2 separate regions of the Mus musculus genome follow, and region 1 is linked to region 2. A link is a contact called in public Hi-C data. All regions are on one chromosome and are shown on one strand. Each heading gives the region's core, a stretch centred on a gene start, on an enhancer-like site or on the middle of the called end of the contact. The rest is flanking DNA. Distances are from core to core; before and after follow the strand shown.

Region 1 (5,586 bases), core at 1,207-3,706, 71 kb after region 2:
CAACACATGAATGTGTTTGTCTCTCTTACCATAGGGGTACAACTCAGGGCTTGACTATTGCCTTGCATCCCTGACACCCAGGCTCCATGCATCTCCTGCTCAGCACCAGGGTGCAAATCTTATCTTCATGCATACCAGAAAACTGCCAGTGCTTCAGCCATCACAACTTATTCCCAAGTGGAAAGGAAAGGCAAAAACAGCTGGTGCAGAGTCTCTGACTGGTTTTCCTAGCAGTCTTCCAGTGGTGTTTGCTTTTGTCGTTTTCCAGAGAGACGTCATGTGATCACCAAGAGCAAGAGAGTGAGCACACTGTGACTCTCCAAAAAACTGAGAGATCTCTATAAGTAAACCAGGAACTGAAAGACCTCTTTTAAATAGACCAGGAAGAGTGTGGTTGGTCGGGCATTTCAGAGACTAAACCATGGAGTATATAAAATCAAGAGTAAACTGTTAAGTGGGTTTTATCAGGTTAAAGCCTTATGGCCAGGAATTCGAAGATTGGCCCATGATATCTCTCTCTCTCTCTCTCTCTCTCTATTTATTATTATATGTAAGTACACCACCCGGCTCAAGAATATTTCTTTGCGTTTTTGTGTTCTTTTAAAAAACCTATTTATATTATGTATATGAGAACATTGTAGCTGTCTTCAGACACACCACAAGAGGGTGTCAGATCTCATTACAGATGGTCGTGAAGCACCATGTGGTTGCTGGGATTTGAACTCAGGACCTTTGGAAGAGCATTCAGTACTCTTGACTGATGAGCCATCTCTCCATCCCATCCCATGATCTTTCTTGATAGGTGGGCATGGGAGTGGGGGCAGAAAGCCCTGTGCCAGGATGAGATGAAAGTTCTCAAAGCAGTGGATAGAGGAAACAGGGAGAGGGAAGGATCCAGGAAGGCTTCCCTCTGTTTTCTGGGAGTGTGAAGATCTGCAGAGATCTGCAAATACTAGCTGACTCCACCTCCAGGGATGCAGATGTTACAGTACTCTGTATACTCACTGACATGTTGATTAATCGGAAAGAACAGAAAGTCCAGAAACAGATCCCTGTATTGATAAAAACAAACAAACGAACCAACCAACCAACCAACCAACCTGGGGTTTCTCCCCAGTGGGTGTGTGCGACCCTGAGGCCGTGAATGCTAGCCATTGCTCTACTACAGAGCTGCATTCTCAGCCATACACTGATTTTGACAAGAACTCAAATGCAGGCAGTAGAGAACAAAAAAAAAAAAATTACCTTATTTTAAAAAATGAATAAATAAATAAAAATTAACTCAGATAGATAATAGACCTAAATGTAAAACTTAAAACTATAAAATTAGCAGAAGAAAACACATAAAATATTTTGTAATATTGGACTAGCTCCATTTGTTAAATATGTTACCCCTAAGCCGCCACAAACTATAAAAAACAAAAACAAACCATCAAACCGATAAAATGAAGTTTAACAAAATGTAAAACTTCCCATCCCAAGACACAATTAGGAAACAGAAAAACACAGCCCACAGTCTCGGGAAGGGAAATTTGTGAGGAAACGATTTGATAATGGCTTTGTGCCCAGAGAATATATGGAAGAACCTTGAAAAAAATCCACAACAAGTAAATCTAATAATAAATGGGCAAAACCATGTATGATTTAGCAATGGCTAATTGTCAGTTACTGAAAGATAACACAAGAGAAGCCTATTACTGTAAGAAGTTTAAGTCTAACTTTGTAGTGATGCATGTCTATAAACTCAGTCCCGAGGCAGGAAGATTCCAAGTTTGAGGACGCTTGGACAACATAGAGAGATTAGATCTCAAAAACCGAAGCAAAACAAACGAACGAACAAAAAACCCAACCAACCAACCAACAACAAAAAAACAGGCCTGAGTAATCAAGTGTAGGAAGGGGATGATGACAGGAGCTTTCATACATTGCTAGTGAAGCAGCCGTTGCCCTTGAGACCTGGCTATTCCTCTTCCAGGTATCCAAAAAAAAGGCATGTACAGGAACGCTCCTGGCAGCTTTGTTTTTGATGTGCAAAAATTAGAACAGCCTAAACTAATGAGTAACAGTTTAGTATAATGGAATATTATTCAGAACAACAACAACAACAAAAAAAAGATTTGTGCATAATGTAACGCAAAAAACCAAGCAGCAATGTCCAGATAATTATGTTGAGTAAGGGAAGCCAGAAATAACCAACTGCAATTAGTATGACTTCTGGAAAACCTAAACAAACTGAAACACAGCAAGTTTTAGACTAGTCATGATTCCAATCGGAGTAAGGTACTGCGGGAGGAGGAGGCAGTGGAGTCCCGGGATATTCCACACACTCCGCGAAGATCAAGGTCAAGAGGAGCAAGAGGATAAGTTAAGTGGTGGGGGTAGGGTGGAGCACCAGAAGAAAAGGAGAGCCTGGAGGAGGGGAAGAGACCTGGGCAGAGGGGAGGGATCCGGCGGAGGGTGGGGGTTGGGTAGGCTTGGGAGGAAACCCGTTGGTGGCAGCGTCATGGCGCGACTGCTGCGAGCGCTGCGGGGTCTGCCTTTGCTGCAGGCGCCTGGACGGCTGGCTCGGGGTTGCGCGGGATCGGGAAGCAAGGACACAGGTAGGTCCTCAATCGCTGCCGTCTCTCGTGGCTTTCGGTTTCACAGTCCTGGCTGACCCTGGGCGGCCTCCTGTGAGGTCCTGAGAGACTGGTCCCAGCGGCCCGCTGCCTGAGTTGCGGAGCAGAGCAACGCGTTTGGTAAACTTGGTGTGCTGGGGGAGCACTGATGCCGGAGAGGATCGAATCTTCTCCTATGCTTGCATACAGTTCGTTTATATGTTACATTTTGGTGTACAAAGTCGTGTTAGGAGCCATGGTGTTGTCAGGGACCCAGTGGCGGTCAACAGCCGTACCTTGTGCGCCCTCTCCTGGGCGGGAGTTAATCCTTGCCCTCCCCCCCCCCCCCCCCACTTCCTTCGGGAGGACTGCTAGTTGCCTCCTGTCCTGTGAGACTGGCCCACTGCACCATCACGGGTGCTGCTGCAACACTATCTTGGTTTTGTGTGACTCTAGGTTTTGAGATGTGTGGGTGAATTATTCTCGTGTTCCAACAGGTTGTTAGTGGCTAAGAGACAGGATGGGGTGGAATGGTAAGTGCTTTTTGCCCTCATTTGTGAATCCGGACACTTTTGCATCTTCCCTGGGAGGAGTAGGAGTCTTTGAGGAGTCCCAGGTGTAATTCTCTGTAATTTCGTGGCCCTGTGGTTTAGCACTGGGCAGCTGCTCTCCTGACCTCCTTTCCAACCCAGTTTTATATCTTATGCTGCTTAGGAAAAGTCTTGGAAAGATCAGGAATTCAAGGCCCATACCTAAACATGATAAAAGCAATCTACAGCAAACCAGTAGTCAACATCAAAGTAAATGGTGAGAAACTGGAAGCATTCCCACTAAAATCAGGGACTAGACAAGGCTGCCCACTTTCTCCCTACCTATTCAACATTGTACTTGAAGTCCTAGCCACAGCAATTAGACAACAAAAGGAGATAAGGGGGATACAAATTGGAAAGGAAGAAGTCAAAATATCACTTTTTTGCAGATGATATGATAGTATATATAAGTGACCCTAAAAATTCCACCAGAGAACTCCTAAACCTGATAAACAGCTTCAATGAAGTAGCTGGATATAAAATTAACTCAAACAAGTCAATGGCCTTTCTCTACACAAAGGATAAACAGGCTGAGAAAGAAATTAGGGAAACAACACCCTTCACAATAGTCACAAATCATATAAAATACCTTGGCGTGACTCTAACTAAGGAAGTGAAAGATCTGTATAAAAAGAACTTCAAGTCTCTGAAGAAAGAAATTAAAGAAGATCTCAGAAGATGGAAAGATCTCCCATGCTCATGGATCGGCAGGGTCAATATAGTAAAAATGGCTATCTTGCCAAAAGCAATCTACAGATTCAATGCAATCCCCATCAAAATTCCAACTCAATTCTTCAACGAATTAGAAAGGGCAATCTGCAAATTCATCTGGAATAACAAAAAACCTATGGTAGCAAAAACTCTTCACATGGCAGCTTATAACTCACTCTAGTTCCAGGGGATCCATGGCACCAGGCATGCACATGGTGCACAGGTATATACGTGATGCAGGTAAAATACCCATACAAGTAAAGTAAGTCTTACAAGGAGAATAAGAACAGAAGCAGGGGATGGTTCTGTGGTTAAGATCTCGATTGTCAGTGGGCATGAGTTCGGATCCTAGCTCCCCCACAGAACTTTACTGGCATGTGTGAGCATGAGCATCCATAACAAATGCTAAGCAGTGGGCATAAACGGCATGTGTTTCTCACCATGTGAGAGGCTGATAGATCAAATATCAAGCAGATAGCTTTGGTTCCAATGGAGACCCACCATCTGGGTCCCCTGTCCTGTGTGTGTTCACATGGGCTTTCTGCAGTGCAAGTGCAGTGGAGACAGAAGCTCACAGTTCCTCTCCACTGTCTCTCCTGACCCTGCCTCTGGTATGAAGATAAAGCCTAGAAGCTGGCATACACAGGGCGATCACACTCTACTGAATTACACCTTCTGCTTTTCCAATATCTTTACTAAGACGCTAATTGAGGGAGCTGACGTGGCTGTTCAGCAGTTAAGTGCAAGTTTTGCTTTTGCAGAGGACCTGAGTTCAGGTGTAGACACGCGCATCAGGGGGCTCACATCCATTTGAAACTCCAGTTGCAGGGGAGCTACTGCCCTCTTCTGGCCTTCCCTGGCAACCACACACATGACATACATTCCCAAAGACGTGTGCACAGCAACATAAATAATAAATGAATAAAAATAAATACATTTAAAATTAACATAATAAGATCCTTGCTTCTCATGACCTAATCTACTTTGAAGATAAGGACACGCATAATGTAAAGTAACTGGGAGGAGAATGATAAGTCATGTTGGTGTTTAACAAAAAAGAGAGAGAGAGAAACAGCACTTGCTGATGTCTGCCTGTAATCCCTGGGTCTCAAGGCCAACTTGGGCTCTATAGTGAGTTCCGGGCCCACTGTGACTGTATAGGGAGGCTTCCCAAAACAAAACACAAAGGCAGAATCAGCTCTGTTAATTTAAGATAAAGCAGACATCAGAGTAGAGCTGTCAGGGATAAAAAGAGAATTGTAGTACTTCACAGTGATAAAGAAATCCGTTCTTCAAGAAGATATGACCGTCTTTAATGTGTATGAACTTAACAGCATAGTGTCAAATTGTGACCTGAGAGCAAATGCTGGGAGATTTAACATCCTCTGTTAGAAGTGGAGATATCAGCAGGCAGGCAGACAGACAGCGATGGCAAGAGCTGAATTCAACAGCATCACCAACCCACCAGGTATAATTGGCATCTATGAATGGTTCCATCCAGGGAGACGGGGAGTTAGAACGGAAAAGAAAAGGCGGAAGGAGATTGCCAATGTCAGGGCAGGACAAACAGGGACATGTTTTTTGGGAACTCCAAGGTTGTGGCTCAGAGTTACTGGAACATCACAGAATGTACTACTTCCAAGTGGCGCCTGTGACCAAGGCACAGATGGCTTCAGAAGTCATGTTTG
Region 2 (5,831 bases), core at 2,760-5,259:
GTGGCAAAGTTGTCTAGGGGAAATGAGACATGGAGGAGCAGCGGTAGAGGTTGAGTTTCCCTAAACTGTGGATCAAATAGGCCCTAACTGCAGTGGTGATTGAATCCAATCATGCTGGAAGAGAAAGGACCTTCTAATGATAGTCATCTTTAAAATATCACCTGTCAGCACTGTTAGTGTGACTAGAATAAGCCATGTTCTTTTCAAATGACAAAAAAGAAAAATAGTTTTCGTTTTAGTGCTATATTTGGATCTCCTACAGAAGAAAAATCCGAGCCAGCATCAGTACGGAACACTATCCTTAGCAGAGCTTTCACCAAAGAGAAGGGAGTAAGGTAGGAAACTCATTGTTTTCTTCTCCTAGTTATAATCGTGACAACTTGTGATTATGCAGCAAGGGCACAGGAAGGGAGAGATTGCTTTGGTTTCTTCTGTGCTGGGCATGGAACCCTGGGGTCTCCATAGTGGGCAAGGGCTCACACTGAGCCACAACCTAGCACCTAAAATTTCCTAGTTAGTTGGCACCCCTCGGGCCTTACATAGCTTGGTGTCATAAAGTTTGCCCAGCAAGCCTCATTACCTGGGTTTGAGCCCCAGCACTGCTTTGACTTTGAGATCATATGTATTGAATGAGGCATCAAGTCGTGACTTAAGCATTTGTTTTTATTCTGTGCTGTCTTTGAAAAATTTACCCAGAACTTCCCTGTCTCTGGATAAATCAGGTTACCCTGGTAACTACTACCATCAAGTACTACAATGGCTTTCATTCCAAAAGGACAATAGAGGCAGCAGTTGTCCTCAGCTACTGGTGTCCCTGCACCCCACCTGTGATGGGGGTTGGGAGGGAGGGGGCTTAGCTTCTTGCAGCAGGCCATGAACCTGTGTACTTTCCTCTTGGTACTCTCTCCATCCTTTTTCTGGCTGTGTCCCCTACCCTCAAGACAGAAGCAACACAAAGTGGGAGAAAGAGGTCTAGCTCTTATGGTTGGAACAATTGTGGTGTGCTTTGTGCTTCTGTGGTTTTATCTATTCTAAAATCCTATTTGGCTCTGGGGAGATGGCTCTATTGACAAAGTACTTGCCTCGTCTGCACACATACCTGGCTTTAATCCGCAGTAGGACAGCCTGGTAGTTCACACTTGCAATCCCGGCACTCAGGAGGTGAAAGCAGGGGGATCAGACGTTCATACTTACCCTAGGCGTCATAGAGAGTTGGAGGCCAGCCTGGACTACCTGTGTGAAAAAAGTTGAGGGTGGTGGTGGGGACTAAAAATGGTTTGTACTTACTAATAGCAATTGAAGGAATCTTTGATTTTTTTTTCAAAATAGTAAAAAGAAAAGTAGACTTCAGTTGATTTGTTCCTCTTACCTTCTGTGGTAAGTAATGGGTAAAGATAAATAATTCCCACCCCCAGTTTGCTTCATTGAAACATAAGCCCAAAATTTGAGAATTGCTTAAAGTAGGTGCTGCTCCTGCCTGGTCCCAGGCTAGCCCCATATTCTTGGCTTATTTGAATCTGGAACAAATTAAGTTCCTGTCCATTAGGCAATGAATTGTTTCAGAAGATCTACTGCTTAATGGTAACATTGTGAGAGTCTAGTCTCCTGAACACAGGACAAAGGAGCTGCATCTGTACATACAAGGAAGGGTGTGGCAAGTTCACCTAAAGTGACAGTCCCCACACCTTAAAACTCATGTTCTTATTTACATGCCACTAGTGACTAGGTGACAGAGTCATCTAGAAATCTTGAAGTGTAGAACCGAGGTCAGTCAGAAAGAGGGAAGGAGCGACAGAAGCACGTAGGACACTGCGCAGGTCTGTGGCTGAGCTGAGGAACACTACATAGCCCACACTGTCCTGTTCTGACCTACCTGGACCCCTGAGACTCGGTCTTTTTATTAACTCTGAAATACTCTTGTTCCAACACCACCCAAGCATATTTCAACAAACCTCTTGATGTTACCCCACACGAGTATGCCATAAGAGTCTCATTTACTGCAGTTGCCCCTTGACAATTATTAAGAGAAAACATTTCTAAAGCTGAAAATACCATTGGAGGGGCCATTAGAGTATGGGTCAGCTGTGAAGTGGGAAGGCTGAGCATCGCCAGAGACTCTTGCATCCTTTAAGTTTTTTTTTTTTTAATTCCTTGCAAAGGGGCTGTAGTGACAATCTAGAGAGAACTTCCCCTCCCTCTCAGAGGATATGTTAGTTGGTTTTCTGCCAGCTTGAGTCTTCAGGGAAGGCAGAACCTTAACTGAGAAAATGATCTCAAGCAGATGAGCCTGTAAGCAAGTCTGAAGAATATGTTTTTTTATTAGTGATTGATGTTGAAGGACTCTGCCCACAGTAAGTAGTACCATCCCTGGAGTCCTGGGGTGTATGAGAGAGCCATGAGGAGTAAGCCAGTAGGCCTCATACCTACATGGCTTACATTTCAGTTCCTGCCTGAAGTTCCAGCCCTGACTTCTTCCCTCTGTGATGTAGTGTCACCTGAGAGATGTAAGCTGAAACCCTTTCCTCCCCAGCCAAAGTTCTGTTGGGTCAGCACTACCTAAGGCAGTCACTTGCTCTTCTGTCAGTCCTTCCATCCTTTCAGCTAGTGCCATCCCCTGAAAAAAGGCTGGTAAAGTAATCCCAAGGAGTACCAGGGACAGAGAAGACATTATCTATTAGCAGGAGATACTGAAAGTAATTATAACATACGGGGCTGGAGGTGGGTCAAAGGTTTAGGACAAGCTATTTGCAGGAAGGGTACCCAACAGAAAATGGATTCAAGGAATTCAGCAGCTAGTGCCTAGTGTTAGCCAATGGAAGTGTATGAAGAGCAAGCTTTTCCACCTCCCATGCTAGGGATAATTGGTGTAAACGTGAATAACTACTCACGCAGATGTAAGCAGAGTGCCCAGAGCAATTGAAGTCTTTAATTAGCCGGGCAGTGGTGGTGCACACCTTTAATCCCAGCATTTAGGAGGCAGAGGCAGGGGCAGGGGCAGGCAGATTTCTGAGTTCATGGCTTGCTTGGAGTGAATAGTGAGTTCCAGGATGGCCTGGGCTACACAGAGGAAAATTTAAAAAAAAATAAAAGAAAAAAGAAAAAAGAAAAAGAAAACGATACAAGCAACAAAGTTTTAAATTAACATGCCACAAAATGTCTTTCTGTTTAAAATGCTACAGAATTTTAAAGAGGGAATTTGTGCAGCCATTGACACCACAGTCAGAATAGAAAAAAGCTCAGCCAACCCAGAGTCCTGCCCTGATACTGCAACTCATTCTTTTCTCTGGAAAAAAGAACGAGACCTGGTGGTGGTTTTTCTGTTATTTTTGCCTTTCCAAGGTCTTACTATGTAGCCCTAGTTAGCCTCGAACTCACTTGTAGACCAGGCTGACCTTGAATCCACAGTAATCTGCCTATCTTTGCCTCCTGAGTGCTGGCATTAAAAGCATGGACTACCAGGTCCAGCCAAGAATGACTTTGATGGGATCATTCGTGTGTTACATCTGATACTGATGTTTTCCAGCCAGCATAATGCCTTTGAGATGCTTCCAAATTGTTCTGTGCATTGGTAGCCTATCCCTTTTTACTCTTAACCAGTATTTTATTGTATGGTCTTAACACTATATACCCATCTCTTATCAAAGGACATTTGAATTGTCTCTATATTTTTAATTTAAATTAACTTTTAATATAGATGCAAAATAATGAGCTTTGTCATAGCATTTGCATATATACATACATACATACATACACACATTGTATTTTGTTTTAACTAATTTCCCTCCCCGATTACCCTTTCCTTATTTCCCTGAGGCTTCTCAGATTGACTCAGAGCATAGTTAGTATTTGGACATTTCGACAGGATATGGGGTTTTATTATTGCTTACTTTCAAAGGAAAGGGAAAGGGAAAAAAGAAGAAGAGAAAGTGAAAGAGGAAGAAGAGATCCTGGCACTGCCCAAGTTCACGGAAGGCAGCCCTGAGAAAGAGTGGAACCCTCCTCCTGACCCTGAGTTCTGTGTGTATGTGCTGGAGGTGACCAAGTCGATACTGCCCATTGTCAACCTTAAGGAGCAGATTGAGGTCCTTGCCAAGTGAGTCTCTCCCCTCTCCCTCTCCTTCTCTCTCTGTATATCTATTTTAATTTCAGATTTTTAAAAAAAAAAACTTACAGTGGTTTGCTTTTCTTTAAAGTTACTTTAAAATAAAACCAACAAAAGAAGCTGCAATGGTTTACAGCGCCCGTGCTCTGCCTTCCCGCAGAAGCACAATGACTCACACACGGGTGCTCTTCTTTTTTGTGTGAGTCAGAGTTGAAATCGCTTAGAGACAAACACCTGGTTTTTGCTTTTGCTTTTTTTTTTTTTTTTTTTTTTTTTTTAGCTAAGCTGTTAAGACACATCTTTGGTATGATCTTAGAGAGGTAGTGAGTGAATGAATCTATGTTTAAAAACCAAATTGTTCCTTAAGTGTATGAGGTACTCAGCATTTAAAGGCATCCTATTGTGAGTTCTCTCTAACCCCCCTGCTGTTTGTTTGTGTTTTGTTTTGTTTTAATACACATTTCCTTTTCTAATGGGTGTCCGCTGGTTCATTTGCTATTTCTCGGGAGTGGGCTGTGGGCACTCTGAGAGCTTGCTGCTGGACAGAACAAGCCCTGTGTAAGCCTCAGAAGTTGCTCTTCTTCACTGGGCTCCTTCCATAAACAGAGGCTGAGGCCCTGAGCAGGTCTCTAAGGGAGCAGGACTGAAAATGGGGACGGGCTCCATGATTGGCACAACCCAGCAGGTGAACTGCTGGCTTTAGCACCAGCCACAGTGGGGGCTCAGTCAACTGCAGGTGGGAGTCGAGTAGCTGTCCTCAAACCCGGAAGTGACAACTGTAAGCCTCTCAGCTGACAGATCCCCGACTTCTGTCAGACAGGACTGGGGGAGATTCAGTGCGGTTGGCTCTAGAAGGATTTCCTGTGTCCTTGAGGCTTGATGGCTCTGACTGGAGAGTCTTGTAAACACTTGTGCAGTACTTCTCAACACTGTGTTCTAGCGGAGGCTCCACACATCACTTCTGAATCAGCTTACATTTAAACAATAATAAGGAGCAAGACAATGGCAGAGGTCTGTCCAGCTGCGGGATGGGCTGTCACTACAGGTGGGGTGACTGCTCGCCTCCACCTCCCTTCCTCATCGTCCTTTGTTTTGGTTTAGTTGCACTGTTTTGTTTTCTTCTTGTGTGTTTTTAAATTTTTATTTATTCACTTTACAACCCAATAACAGCCCTTCCTCTCCTCCCAGTACTCTCTCACACAATCCTACCCCATTCCACTTCACTTTTGAGAAGTGGGAGCCCCCTCTGGGTGTCACATCCCACCCCCCACATCAAGTTGGGCGGGAGTAGGACTAGGTGCATCCTCTCCCACTGAGGCCAGGCAAGAAGGTGCTTTTAGGGGCCAGGTATCCACAGGCAGGCGGGTAGGCCAGCAACAGGTTCAGGGACAGCCCCTGCTCTAGTTAGGGGACTCGAATGAAGACCAAGCTGCTCATCTGCTACACAAGTGCAGGGAACCTAGGTCCAGCCCAGACTCGCCCTTTGGTTGGTGATAAAGTCTCTGGGAGTCCCCAAAGGTCCAGGTTAGTTGACTCTGTTGGTCTTTCTATGGAGTCCCTGTCTTCTTGGGTCCCTTAATTCTTCTCCCAGCTCTTAGTAAGATCTTCCAAGCTCCGTCTAAGGTTCGGGTGTCTCTGCATCTCTTTCCATTGACTGCTGGGTGGAGCCTCTCAGAGGACAGATATGCTAGGTTCCTGTTGGCCAGCATAACAGAATATCCTTAGTAGT

What was found. Hi-C and Micro-C count contacts between places; a contact is called where the count stands out from the background.
Region 1: a contact with region 2 is called in a Hi-C map of bone marrow-derived macrophages, with 3 times the contacts expected there. The contact joins the promoter of Msrb2 here to the enhancer-like site in region 2. A contact is called at or near these places in 3 of 484 Hi-C or Micro-C datasets (the C10 cell line, bone marrow-derived macrophages and erythroblasts), 5 of 115 datasets of contacts at active chromatin or transcription factors (bone marrow-derived macrophages, effector CD8 T cells, embryonic stem cells and 2 more) and 3 of 9 other capture datasets (adipose tissue, liver and pancreatic islet).

Annotation. Positions count from the first base shown.
Region 1 is chr2:19,369,180-19,374,765 of GRCm38.p6, forward strand. Msrb2 (methionine sulfoxide reductase B2) reads left to right here and starts at 2,457. Exons shown (of 5, transcript NM_029619.2): 1 at 2,457-2,600. The coding sequence starts at 2,504.
Region 2 is chr2:19,296,577-19,302,407 of GRCm38.p6, forward strand. Armc3 (armadillo repeat containing 3) reads left to right here. Exons shown (of 20, transcript NM_001081083.2): 16 at 240-335; 17 at 1,330-1,377; 18 at 3,896-4,093. Among named protein-coding and RNA genes, the nearest start is that of 4930447M23Rik, 45 kb to the right of the region's middle. Within about 2 kb of position 4,010, at least 126 of the 459 cell types and tissues checked have an H3K27ac peak or open chromatin away from gene starts, as enhancers often do. A contact at or near this core is called in adipose tissue, bone marrow-derived macrophages, effector CD8 T cells and 3 more, where this site is marked.